Linked DNA regions of Mus musculus: region 2 is linked to region 1. A link is a contact called in public Hi-C data. All regions are on one chromosome and are shown on one strand. The core of a region is the stretch at or near the end of the contact, and the rest is flanking DNA. Distances in the headings are between cores, read along the strand shown. Region 1 has its middle 16 kb from the start of Rnu3a. Region 2 overlaps Cdk19 (cyclin-dependent kinase 19).

Region 1 (6,548 bases), core at 170-2,669:
AACTCTCACTTCAAAGGAAATAGAGTTATCTTGTTTTGGAGCCAAATGTGAGTGGAACACAGGTTTGGGTTAACCCAAAACCAAACAAAACTGTTTCTAGCTGTGGCGTGGCTCATCCTTGAACACACAGCTTTAATCCTCTAGCTGGAATGCAGACATACCTTTAATCTCAAACAAAAAAAGGTAAAATGAGTTCATAGAAGCATCCATGTTTGAAAATGATGTCCAATTGAGTGACAAAGTGACGATGAATCAGAACTCTGTGAGTTCAAGACCAGTCTGGTCTACAGAGCAAGTTCCAGGACAGACAAACCTGTCTTTAAAAACAACAAAACCAAAAAAAAATATTTTTTTATAGCCGGGTGTGGTGGCACACACCTTTAATCCCAGCACTCGGGAGGCAGAGGCAGGTGGATGTCTGAGTTCAAGGCCAGCCTGGTCTACAAAGTGAGTTCCAGTATAGCCAGGGCTATACAGAGAAACCCTGTCTTGAAAAAAACAACAACAAAACAAAACAATAAACAAACAAATCCCCACAACCCCAAAACAAAATAAATAAAAAACTTGTTTCTCTCTTTTGCTTTCTTCCTTCCCTTCATTTTTCCCCCAACACCCTCCATCCCTTACATTTTATTCTCTTCCAAATTCACTAGTTTTCAAGAACGCTAAAAAGATAAAGTACTCTACCAGAAGGCTTTCCTTGGAATGAGCTCAGAGAGGCTGCAGGCTCTCCTACCAAGATCAGAACCTGTTACCCCAAAGCAGTGTCCTTCTGGAAACAAACATTTGAATGAATGTAGTAATCAATGATCCGGAATCCTTACAAGCTAGTCCCTTTCCTGTTGATCGTGACCATCATCGACTATTAACTTAGTATCTTTGTTGTGAAGTACCAGGCTTACAAGGTGCAAGACACAGCAAGTGCATCTTCGCTGAGCTGAACTCAAAGATTAACAGGCAATATAGACCATTCCTCACTGTGCTGAGCCACCAGGGTGCTGCAGTTTAATAAAAGTCTATAAACAGCCCGCTAGTACTTCCTAGAGGGGGATGAACCTGTTACGTGGGTCATCTATTTAATTAGCATAAAGGAAACATGAATATTTTGTGTGGAATGTACTTGCTCCATATGTGATCATCTGATGATACTTATTATCTAGCTGCAAGACATTTTGTATAGTAAGATGGGATAGAGATTTGAACAAGGCTATATCCCTCCAGTAGTTTACACTCTCCAGAGTGGAGACTGGTCCTATCAGGACAAGTGCCTGAGGAAGGAGGGATGCTCAGAAGACCGGAACCCTGATAGGAACCGGGACTTCTTGACATCTGTACTGGGCTATCTTGAGAGCACAGTGAGCTCTTTTTACAGCAAGTGCTGGCAGACTGCTGTAATTGTGGGTGTCGCGGTGATGATGGAGTGCCTCATATTTCATTACCGAGTGAATGACACTGCAGTTCGGTCTCTGTCCTCTGCTCACTGTTGTTAGTTCTGTCTCAACCACAAGATCCTTTTGTTCCTAAAAAGGAACAGGGCTGCTGGCAATATGGGGCCTTGGTGTTACGCAGCCCAGTTCCCCTATTTTTTGAAGCAGGCAGAAGCAGCTGAAGAGCTTGCTTATAGTGTCAGGGTACAGCTCAGAGGTGGAGCTCTGGCCTAGCGCATATGGGGTGGGAAAAAGGTCCCAAGTATTTTTCTTTTTGCTTCTTTATTGAGAGCGATCCTTGTAGTCGTGCTTTATGCTCTGCTATATGTGTATAGACACATCTCTCACATCTCTAGTATTCTTCACAACCAATCCAGAATGTGACCTTGGGAGCAGAAAGTCAGCCCTGTTCTGTGGACTCTGCTGCCAATTCCAGCACTTCAAGGTTATGCTTACAGTGAACCTTTGTCATTTCTCAGGAGACTGTCAACCCTGTTAAATACAACAATCACAAGAACATTTAAATTACCTTTTCTTTTTCTTTTCTTTTCTCTCTCTTTCTTTCTTCTTTCTTTCTTCTTTCTTTCTTTCTTTCTTTCTTTCTTTCTTTCTTTCTTTCTTTCTTTCTTTCTCTCTTTCTTTCTTTTTTTTTTTTTTTGATTTTCATAACAGGCTTTCTCTGTATAGCCCTGGCTGTCCTGGAACTCACTCTGTAGTAAATTACTTTTTCTTAGTGTTTTACAGATGGATGGACACACACACACACACACACACACACACACACACACACACACACACACACTGACATAGGGTCTCACTTTTACTCAGAATAGCCTGAGACTCACTGTGTAGCCCAAATTGGTTTGTGATCTTCCTGCTTCAGCCTTACAGGGGCTACAGATAGATAAAGGATCTGTTAAAAGTTGTGTGTGTGTGTGTGTGTATGGTATATGTGCTGTGTGTGTTGTGTGTTTCTGTGTGTGTATGTGTTGTGTGTTTCTGTGTGTGTGTGGTATGTGTGCTTCTGTGTGTGTATGTGTTGTGTGTTTCTGTGTGTGTGTGGTATGTGTGCTGTGTGTGTGTTGTGTGTTTCTGTGTGTGTGTGGTATGTGTGCTGTGTGTGTGTTGTGTGTTTCTGTGTGTGTATGGTATATGTGCTGTGTGTGTGTTGGTGCTCATGCACCATAGAGTTCATGTGGTGGTCAGAAGTCAGCTGTCAGAAGTCATTTCTCTTCTACCTTGAAGGATTTGGGGATTGAACTTAGGCAGTTCTACTTACTGAGACAGCTTGCTGACCTTAAAATAACTCGTCTTTCTTCTCCTCTGCCTCCTTCTTCTTCCACTTCCCCCTCTTCCTCTTTTTCTTCACCCCCTCCCCAAGATTTATCTATTTTATGTATATGAATACACTGTCATTATCTTCAGATACACCAAAGGAGAGCATCCGATCCCATTACAGATGGTTGTGAGCCACCATGTGGTGGCTGGGAATTGAGCTCAGGATTTCTGGAAGAGCAGTCAGTTCTCTCTCTCTCTCTCTCTCTCTCTCTCTCTCTCTCTCTCTCTCTCTCTTATATGTAAGTACACTGTAGCTGTTTTCAGACTCACCAGAAGAGAGCATCGGATCTCATTATGGATGGTTGTGAGCTACCATGTGGTTGCTGGGATTTGAACTCAGGGCCTTTGGAAGAGCAGTCAGTGCTCTTAACCTCTGAGCCATCTCTCCAGCCCCTCTTCTTTTTGAGACAGGTTCTTACTATGTAGCCCTGGCTTTCCTGGAACTCACTATGTAGACCAGGTTGGTCTCTAACTCACAGAAATCTGTTTGCTTTTGCCTCCTGAGTGCTGGGATTAAAGATGTGTGCCATTTCACTTGGCAAAGCTTCAACTTTAAGTGAAACTGAGAGGTCCAAAAACCTTGGGAATAAAAATTTGAGTTCCCCGGAAAGTATGCTGGGCTCCTCAGAAGAAGCCACTGACAATGGGCCTTTAGTCAGTGATGGCCCCGACTTAGGGAGGCCAAGTCTGGAGATGAGTCAGCCCTGGACACCTGGATGGAGCAGATAACAAGGCCAGAACTGAGCTGGCTTCTGAGACTCCTCAAGGTCTCTCCAAATACAGATAAACCAACATAGCAACCAATCAAACTTGTGCTAATGTTGCTGCTTTGTCTCTACCAATCATGTCAGAGGTTGCCTAAACCTTCTGGAAAGTTCCCCTAGGTCTGCATAAAAACGGCCCACGAGCCCCTCAAGTCGTTGCCATTTTGATGAACAGTTGATCTATTCATGCTGGCTGTTTCTGCAGAATGGATGTTCTTTGTCTTTGCATACCATCTGAGTCTGGGGTCTGTCTTCCTTCAGTGATTCTTGGACCCTAACAAATATGATTGTATTTGGTATGCAATATAATTCTAAATAGAAGTGTATGTGGAGTTTTGGTAATATTTATTTTTATTTTGTGCGTATGGGTGTTTTGCCTGTATGTAAGTCCTGTGATGCACAGGATGCTGGGGACACCATGTGAGTTAGAGCATGGTTCTGCGCTCTGTTTGTGGCATCCATCGTTTCATGGAATACAGACCTTATGAGAAATTGACAAGGAAAAAACCCCAAACCAAGCAAAGCCTGTTACTAGTTAGGTAAAGTTCGGCCTTCCCTTCCTAAAGTGTGTCCAAAGTTAGCAGGGTCTTACAGAAAGGGGCTTACAATGCCTATTTGTTCCTGGGTTACAGTAATGTCCACATAGAAAAGCCCCTGACCAGCTGGGAGGCAAGGCAGGCGGATTTCTGAGTTCGAGGCCAGCCTGGTCTACAAAAGTGAGTTCCAGGACAGCCAGGGCTATACAGAGAAACCCTGTCTTGAAAAAAAAAAAGAAAGAAAGAAAGAAAAGCCCCTGCTGTGTGGCTGGTTGGTGGTGGCACTTGACTTTAATCCCAGCAGTCTAGAGTCGGAGGCAGGCAGGTCTCCATGAGTTCAAGGCCAGCTTGGTCCACAGCAAGTTCTAGGACAGGCACGGCTGCATTTCCACACCGGGAAGCTCAGAAGGATAGGGTTGTAACCCAGGTTAGGTGTGTGCACAGATCTGCCCTCTTCAACATGAGAAAGAGGTGTGTTCTGAAGACTTATGTTCAGAAACAGGCTCAAGACATTAATTGTTGCTATAAAACTCTTGTGCATAGAAATGGGCTTGGTTTATACTGTCCGGTCCTATCACACTGCTCTGTGACAGAAAGGAACTTCCTACCCAGGTGCCACCCTCTCAGAGTCAGCTGCGGGAACTCAGTGTACTTTACAGTGCACAGCACTGTCCTTGACTGCCTTTCCACACTTGCTGTTCAGAGCTCATGGCTATGACAGCATTATTGTTTTATTTTTTTTAAAGATTTATTTATTTATTTTATGTATATGAGTACACTGTAGCTGTGCAGATGGTTGTGAGCCATCATGTGGTTGCTGGGAATTGAACTCAGGACCTCTGCTTGCTCCAGCTCCGCTCTCTCTGGCCCAAATATTTGTTTATTATTATATGTAAGTACATTGTTGCTGTTTTCAGACGCACCAGAAGAGGGCATCAGATCTCATTACGGGTGGTTGTGAGCCACCATGTGGTTGCTGGGATTTGAACTCAGGACCTTCAGAAGAGCAGTCAGTGCTCTTAACCACTGAGCCATCTCTCCAGCCCCCTATGGCAGCTTTAATACAACAGCATCCGTGCTGATCACTCCATGTACCCTTAATAGACTCTGCTGAGGCTTATGGGTTTCTCTAGATATTTATCTTATTTATGTGTGCGAATGTTTGCATGCATGTAAGTGTGCTGTGTGTGTGCCTGGTGGCCACCAAGACCACCAAAATCTTATCCAAATGGTTATGGTGAAAGAAGCTCCCTTTTATGATAGGGTATCCACTTTGGTACCCATCATTTGTCTCTGACTCCAGTCCCTGCAAGATAAGTTCCCAGTAACCCTGACTCAGGGACCCCAACCCAAAAACGTACAGCTGTGACGATCGTCTTGCTATGACATGACTAACTGCTCTTTTTTTGCTTCTGTAACTTGCTTATTTAGACACCCCAAGATTATTTTGAGTTGCCTTACTCACTTAACTTGGTGGGACAGAACAGTTTTTGCTTGCTTGTGTAGATATTGATGGTCTTCATCTGGTCTTCAATCCTGACAATGCAGGATAGAAATTTAACTCAGTGTGTATACATCTGATGCACAATGCAATCCGATAACGCTCCAATTTAATTACAGCTTCAGCTAAGAAACAACCCAGCAATGGGAGTGTAGATGATAAAAACAAAGTGTTAGAAGTTCAAAGGTGTGCTGGAGACATGGCTCAGAGGTTAAGAGCACTGACTGCTCTTCCAGAGGTTCTGAGTTCAATTCCCAGCAACCACATGGTGGCTCACAATCATTCATAATGGGATCTGATGCCCTCTTCTGCTGTGTCTGAAGACAGCTACGGTGTACTCATATGCATAAATAAAAAAATAAATAAATCTTTAAAAAAAAAAAGAAGTTCAAAGGTAATCAATCACCTACAAGTAAAACAACTCTCGTTCAATTCTTCCCACTCTGAAGAGCACCCTTCCATATGGGGCTTGGGAAAGAAAGGGCATCTTTGTTGAGCCCAGTGACTCCAAAGTGAGCAGAGTGTGGCTCCCTTTCTTCTCCATTCACTAGAGCACCTCTCAACCCTTGGGCAAGCATCTACCGACTGTATTAATTGTTCTTGCAGCTAGATTTTTATCCACCATTGTTCAAGTCAGAAGCTGTTACAGTTTGAGAAGGATGCTGTCAGCAGTGATTACTATCTGCCTGGGTGGGTTTGCTGAGAAGGCTGATACTAGACTCCAGTTACCCAGGCAGACTGTTCTCCAGCTGGGAGTTAGGACTGGCTGAGCATGGTACCTCACACTTGTAATCCCGGCACTTAGGTGGAGGCAGGAGTTTCCGAAGGTCAGAACTTGTCTTGGATTCATGGCTAGTTCAAGGATAGCCTGGGGTGCAGGAGACCCTGCTTCAGCTTTCCAACTACCACTGCATGGGGCATCTGGGCGGATCCCCAAAAGTTCATTTTTACAAATATGGCTATAGAAGTTCTAGAAACTGTC
Region 2 (7,239 bases), core at 254-2,753, 170 kb before region 1:
TAACACAAAAGACTGATAAATTTTGCTACATTAAGAAAATCTCAAATCATCAAAACCAAAGAAAATTAAGTCCTCAACACAAACAGGGTAACTATTTATAAGATACCTTCTAGAAGTCAAAATGAAAAGTCAACTGAAAAATAGAAAAAAAAATTTTGACATGAAACTATAGCAAAAAAATCTATTTTAATAAAAAACAAATGGAAAGATGTTGCCCTAAGTCAGCAGGAGCACTGAGGTGGCTTTTTATCCTCTATCCTTTTTTTTTTTAATTTTATTTATTTATTTTTTAAGATTTATTATTTATTATACATAAGTACACTGTAGCTGTCTTCAGACACTCCAGAAGAGGTAGTCAGATCTCGTTACGGATGGTTGTGAGCCACCATGTGGTTGCTGGGATTTGAACTCTGGACCTTCGGAAGAGCAGTCGGGTGCTCTTACATGCTGAGCCATCTCACCAGCCCCATCCTCTATCCTTTTTATCCTCTATCCTTTTTATCCTTCCAAAAACACACCTGAGCAACAGAAGCGCAGCCGTGCTAACTCCGTCCAGTCGACTGGGAATGCACTGACACAATGTGTTTGGAAAATAATTTGGCATAATCTTGCAAAAGTGAGTAAGTGAATCACTTTGAATCCATAATTTCACTTTTACATCATACCAGAGAATGTTTGTGATGCAGTTCTTCATTTTAAGAAAATTATTGACATATCAATTAATGCACTGTTAATATTGGAAGTATTATACTGCATGAAAAAAGAAAGTCTTAAATGATACTTGTAACAGGACACTATTTCATATAGCTTAAACCCAAGCAGAGATAAATGTGGTATTTAAGCTTACGCGCAGTAAGCTAAACCTATTTTTAGACTGAAGAGAATAAATGTTTCAAAATCTAGGCCATCTGCTAAGTCGTAGGAAGAGGAAGATCCTAGGACAGGGAGAAAACAAAGCAAGCACTCTCCACTTGCTAAGTGGAAGGTTCTTAGGTCATGGTATTTTTATGGGTCTAGCATACATAAATATAGCAAACATTTTTGCATGTGCCTATTAAGATGATGGGACAACCAAGAAAACAAGGAATGGGATTGAAAGGCATTGTCTTCAAGGGTTTAAGCATTATTTTATACTCTACAGAGAAAGCCCCTTTGAGGAGGTAGCATTTGGTATAAGATCTGAAGGCAGTGCAGGAGGGAGCGTGACACCTGGCTATCTCAGGGAAGGGGCATCTAGGGAGAAAAAGAGCAACGTGAGTATCCCAGGCAAACACGTTCCTGGTGAGCTACAAGATCTGAAGAAGCAAGGCGGTTACAAGGCAGACTAGAAGGATGGCCAGTATAAAAAGGAAACCAAGGAAGGCTTTGTTTCCTGTTTCAAGTGGTTCCACTTTTTAGCACAAGCTCTTTGAGTAACAAAAACTGGCCACATTCTTGAGTCTGTATTTCCAGAGTGGCAGAGGGCTGCCACAGAGGTGCAGGTGAGCAGGGAGCTTGAGAGGAGGGGAGGCAGGAAGCTGGAGAAAGGTCAGAGGAGAAAAGATGAGCGAGCATCTAGAGTGCACAGAGCCCCTCTGCGTGCCTGTCAGATGTAAACAAGAAATCTGAGGACATGACCAGAATGAATGAGTAGGTCACTGGTGGCCCAGTAAAAGTAGTTTTTCTTCAATTACAGAAGCCAAGGTGTCCTAAATAAACAAGTTAGTGTAAAGAAGACAAAGGCAAACTCAAAGGAAGCCTCTGAAGGCCGTAAGTGAGAACCTCTGACAGGTCATGATGCTTACACTGTAACATCATCCTATTGTACAAGCTATTTTGCATACTCTTTCCCATAACACTTGTAACTCCTAAGGTCTGAGATTTTTAAAGCACTTTAAAATTCTAAGATATAAGTACAACAAAGTCTGTGACCTGGGAACGACAAATAGCTTCATAGAATAAATAAAATGTAAGGACAGGAAATAGGCTTGTGCCACTTAGCTCATTAGGAGTTCTTGTGGTCAGGTTATGTTGAAAAACAGTGCTGGCACCACCATGAAATGAGCCTGCAGGGAAGAGCAGGAGGCTCCAGGGTGTCCTTGTGACCGCATACTCAAAGCCCATGAACCATGTGCTGGCTGACATGAAGGCAGGGGCAGTAGCTGGCCTGGAGCAGGGGCGTCCTACCAATTCTTGTACAAGCCAAGAAAGGAATGCAGAGCCTGAGCAGCACTCCCAGGGTGGCCTTCAGGTGGCAATAACTACAATTACCCAGTCATTGTTCATCCTTAAGTGGGATTGCCTGCTGTCCCCTCAGAACAAGCAAATATGGCCATCCACTGGTAAAATATGGTTAACTCTTCAGAGAATTTTTTCACACTTTTTAAAGATAGAAATAATCAGGGTATAGAGGGCTACGAAACCAGGCTTAGAACAACTCTATCCCATTCTCAAGATTTCATACTGGATTGTGTCTCTGAGTTTTTAATTATTAACAGACTAACTTTAATAATTAATATATTTTTATTTACATACTACTATTAATAAATTAATAATAAAAAGGAATTGAGGTATTCAATACCCAAACCTAACACAACCACCACAAACCTTAACAGACAAAAAAAGCAAACCAAAATTGTTCTGACCCAGTTACATCCCAATTAGCACAGACCCGCACGCTTCACCAAAACTCTTCTCCTTACTGTGAACACAAAATGCCAGCTGTGAAAGAAAGTGATACTGCTGGGCTTGCACACTTTAGTTGCCATAGAAACGGCAGAAATGGCAGAAGCTGGATGCCTCAAGTTATCAGCAATAAAATCAAACAGACAAAAATCAAAGCTACAGGGTTTTAGTTAAATTCTATTCTAAAGGCAAGTCATGAAAATATGCAACAGTAGCATGATTATACAGGGCTAGTCCTTTAATATTCATATTTCTACAGAATTTAGTAATTCTTAATCCTACACAGGATACTTTATATGTACTCCTGATCTGCTTTTCTGTTTATAGGATCAATTATTTCGCAGGGTTAAATTTCCTTCAGCTAATTGGTTTATCATAAATAGAACAACCACAGCAATCCACAAACATTCTACTCCGTTTGCTTTGCACTCCCTACTTCAGCATATCTGGGAATCTCAGTATGACTCTTAACAGCACCAAAGACCAACAGCAGACACACGAGTGACCCAGTCTTGAATGGTAGGGACAGGGACTCAGAGTTAAGTTGGGTTAGTTGCTGTAACAATGGACAATGCTGGCCTGATATTAATGGCTACAACTATGCTTTCATTTAAATACAGTGTGGTACAATTCCCCTCACATTTGATACAGAAGTCAAATCCCAGGATATTTATTTTGCACACTGTTCTTCATTGTTCCCCTGAACAAATAAGATTCTGTGCTACAGAACAAATAACTACCCAACAGGAAGCACTGTGCTTTCTTTTCTTGAACAAACAGAGTAGTCATTTGCAGACATTACTCTACCGTAATTATCTATACCATAAAAAACTTCATTAATTGGATAGCTGAGCATTTAAAAATACAGCAAGGCACAGTGACTAAACCAGTAATCCCAGCATTTGGGAAGTGGATGCAGGGTTCAAAGTCTTTCTTGGTTACTTAGCAAATTCAAGGCTAGTCTAGGAAACGAGAGCCAATCTCCAAACAAACAAACAAACGAATAAATAGAGATTGCTGGACATGGTGGAATACTCCCTTAATATCAGCACTTGAGAAGCAGAGGCAAATATAACTCTATGAATTCCCAGATAGCTAAGGCTACCTAAAAACAAAGCAAAACAAGCAAACAAGCCAGCAAACAAAAAGCCAAAGGGAAAGGAGTGGGGAAGAGGGATGGGAAAGGCAGAGGTGCGAAATGCAAGAATGCGACTTCACGCTTCTAGACATTAGAGAACAGAGCCCTGCCATACACTAGTCGGCTATGGAACAAAATATGAAGTACGTTCCCAATGGTGAACACTCACAATCTACCTAGTTATGGGGTTAGGTACAAGTGTCCTTTGATGGGTAACATCCCAATTTTAATAGAAGTATCAAGAGATGAATGAACACCCTAAAATATACTAAGATTATTTCTGATATGTTTTAAAATTTTGGATTTTATTCCGGGGTTCCAAAAACCACATGTACACTAATGATCCCCAAATTAAGACTACTAGGTCTCTAATCTCCCATGTTATCTTAGAAATAGATCATATTCACAAGTACCATAAACTCCTTCCATCTAAGATTAATTTTTCCTTCTCCCTAACAAAACTGTCTTTTCCTAGTATTCCTGGGTCAACAAAAGCAGAAGTCTGACCTTGGCCCTGTCCTTGAATCTAGTCATTGCTCCTCTGCTTCTTAAGAACTAAGTATTCACAATGGCCTTTCCTCCTCTTTTTACTCATCAGCTTGCTCAGAGCTTCATGTTTTCTCACCAGCTGACTACAGCTACTTGATAGAGCTGCTGCCTATGAGTCCATACCAGCTCCATAACCCTGAGCCATCTCGCTTAAAAACTTGACTGGCCTAGGAAAACCCATATTTTAAAGACAACAATTAGGATCCACCATAACTGGTCTTCCTTGCTTTTTTGCCTTTTCTCTTTTGCAGTGATACCAACCTGTCGGTAGTTTCTTAGTCTACATCTTTATTGGTGCCATTTCTTCTGCCTGCAATGCTCCGAGACCCACTGCTTTCACCATATGAGCTTATGTGCAGTGTTCCAAGGCCCTCACCCAGCTGCTTAGGCTCCACTTCCGTGTTCTCAGTACTGTACGCTGAGCTAGTCCTTGAATGGTGTGTGTGTGTGTGGGGGGGGGGGTGTATGTGTCTGGGTTTGTGTGTGTGTCTGAGTGTGTCTGGGTATGAGGGAGAGGGAGAAGGAAAGGGAGAGCACTTGAGTATTAGGAATGAGAGCCTTGTTGCTCATGGCTAGGTAAGAGTTCTCTGTGAACTACAACCCTACCCTGTAGTTTCTTTTAAAGCATTTTTATGACTACCTGTGTATAAATTTCCCCACAATGGATCCAATGAGGGAAAGGTTATGTGTTATTGATTCTTACATTCCCAAGTGCTCAGAACAGTGTCTAGTACATATTAGGCACATTGTAGGGTAAAAGGCTTCTTTATCTGGAGCACCTAGCCATTATTGAAAATGTATTTCTAATGTATCTGTAGGCAAGAAAGTCTTCCCTTTTACGTTTTGTGTCTATAGGTGATGTAAGCTATGTGTAAATTAGAAACGTGTAATTCTAAGTACATGACTAGTTTCATTTTACCTTAAAACCAGGCTGGTCTTATCTGTAATATATCAGTTATGTTAATCCGACCTAGTACTCACATTCAACAATGCCTGCCAGCCTAGCACTGCCAGCATTAACAATGGACTTCTTTGTCTGCTATTCAGAAGTGATCGTAGGCCTGAACAGCAGGATATGGTTTTCTCTTCTCTAACAAGAACCAATAAAAAAAGCAACATTTAAAAAAAAGCTCGGTGCAAAAGAAGTGCATGTATCTGGAAGGCTATTTACCTAATACACTTCAAAGTCCAGAGGAGAAAATAAAACTATACTGCACACTGCTATCAGCAGCAGCAATAACACCGCACCGGCATTCAGGTTCAGCATTAAGAAATACATCCCACAGAAGCAACAACAAAAAAGTTTTCTATTTGCATCTATGACACTCATTCAAATAAAATTAACTTAGAAAAACAATGTCTCTGTTCCAGGGTTAGTCACAGCCCTCACAGTCCAAAGCCCCATCTACGGGCTTGCTTCTTCCTCTTTTACTTTTTATTTAGTTTAATTTTTATCTGTGTGTCTTGTTCATTCTCATTATAAAAGAAATAAAGCGTATCAGAGAACAGCGGCAAACTGAGCTCTCTCTAACTGAACACTCAGGCCTCCCGCAGACTCTCCCCAGGCCAGCTCTGGCAATCTCTAGGCACACTGACTCAGTTCCTTGCCTCTACAAGTCAATGTACGCTCAGAGGACAATAGAACCGTCACCCGTGACCTGAAGAAAGCAAAGTGTGTCAGTCTTACGTGAGAGATCCCTGAGTGCTCAATAAGAGATCTGAACACTGCCAGTACTGGTGACCACCTGGGTAACCATTTATCACAACTTATCAACTTGTAATTAAAGTGGAAATAGCATTTTATATAAATTTTGCCATCAAGATTGATGGCTAGTTTAGTGTTAATATAACCAGCCTCCTTCAAAACCTTAAGGCTCCTGCTCCTGTCTATGGCCTTTGGTTTTGTCTGCTTTTCTCTTTGTAGCTATTTTTATTTTTGTTTATGTGTCTTTGTGTGTGTGCAAATGTGCACATGTACACCGCCTGGATTAACCCCTCCCCATCCCCACCCCCACTACCAACTTTCTTAGGGTTCCTATTACCTAGATAAAGCACCTTGGCTACAAACAACTTAGAGTGGAAAAGCTTTATTTCATCTTGTAACTCTAGCTCAGATCATACTCAAAGTCACTGAGGGAGGTCTGAGCAGGAACTCAAAGCAGGAACTCAAAGCAGGAACTGGAGCAGAGGCCATGGAAGAGTGTGACTTACTGGCTTGCTCCCTTCAGCCTGCTCAGCTTGCTTTCTTATAGCGCCCAGGGTCACCTGCCCAGGTGCGGCACTGCACCAGTGGGCTGGGCCCTTCCACGTCTATCACTAATTAAGAAAATGCCAGAAAGGCTTGCCTACAGCCCTATCTTTTGGAGGTGCTTTCTCTTTCGAGGCTCCCACTTCTCAGATGATTACTCTACCTGTGTCAAGTTGGCAAAAAATTCACCAGCACAAGTGTCCCCTCCCGGCTCGCGGCTGGCTGGCTGGTGCTGCCTCCTCCCTTCTCCCAAGTCACCCCACACACTTTTCTCATTCTTACTCCTAACCAAGGTCTTCTCCAGGAAGCCTCTCCTTCCCTTTAAGGCCTGACCATGTTTACTTCTCCCTATCCCACACTGCTCTGTCTAGAGCTCGCTCCCCTCCACCTCAAGGCCAATCAAGGCCCCAGGCCCATTCACACTATCAAGCTTAATCCTTCCTGGGGATTATGGAAACTTCCTCTGCAGACAGAGCTCTGCCATTCTTGTTTTTTTGTTTATCAGTATGTGCTCTGGTTTTGTTTCTGTTGTTGGGACAAACAACCTAACTAAAGCAACCGGAAAGAAAAGGTTTGCCTGGCTTTCTAATCAGGTCAGTCTACTCATCATCTTAGGGAAGTCAGTGCAGGAACTCAGGCA

Evidence for each region. Hi-C and Micro-C count contacts between places; a contact is called where the count stands out from the background.
Region 2: a contact with region 1 is called in a Hi-C map of bone marrow-derived macrophages, with 26 read pairs. The contact joins two enhancer-like sites. A contact is called at or near these places in 8 of 484 Hi-C or Micro-C datasets (the G1E-ER4 cell line, Th2 cells, bone marrow-derived macrophages and 3 more), 6 of 115 datasets of contacts at active chromatin or transcription factors (the HPC-7 cell line, bone marrow-derived macrophages, embryonic stem cells and 2 more) and 5 of 9 other capture datasets (adipose tissue, bone marrow-derived macrophages, embryonic stem cells and 2 more).

What each region holds. Positions count from the first base shown.
Region 1 is chr10:40,271,087-40,277,634 of GRCm38.p6, reverse strand. No RefSeq gene overlaps it. Among named protein-coding and RNA genes, the nearest start is that of Rnu3a, 16 kb to the right of the region's middle. Within about 2 kb of position 1,419, at least 93 of the 459 cell types and tissues checked have an H3K27ac peak or open chromatin away from gene starts, as enhancers often do. A contact at or near this core is called in the G1E-ER4 cell line, the HPC-7 cell line and bone marrow-derived macrophages, where this site is marked.
Region 2 is chr10:40,442,310-40,449,548 of GRCm38.p6, reverse strand. All of the region lies in intron 4 of Cdk19 (cyclin-dependent kinase 19), which reads right to left. Among named protein-coding and RNA genes, the nearest start is that of Gm32234, 8.2 kb to the left of the region's middle. Within about 2 kb of position 1,503, at least 92 of the 459 cell types and tissues checked have an H3K27ac peak or open chromatin away from gene starts, as enhancers often do. A contact at or near this core is called in the G1E-ER4 cell line, the HPC-7 cell line and bone marrow-derived macrophages, where this site is marked.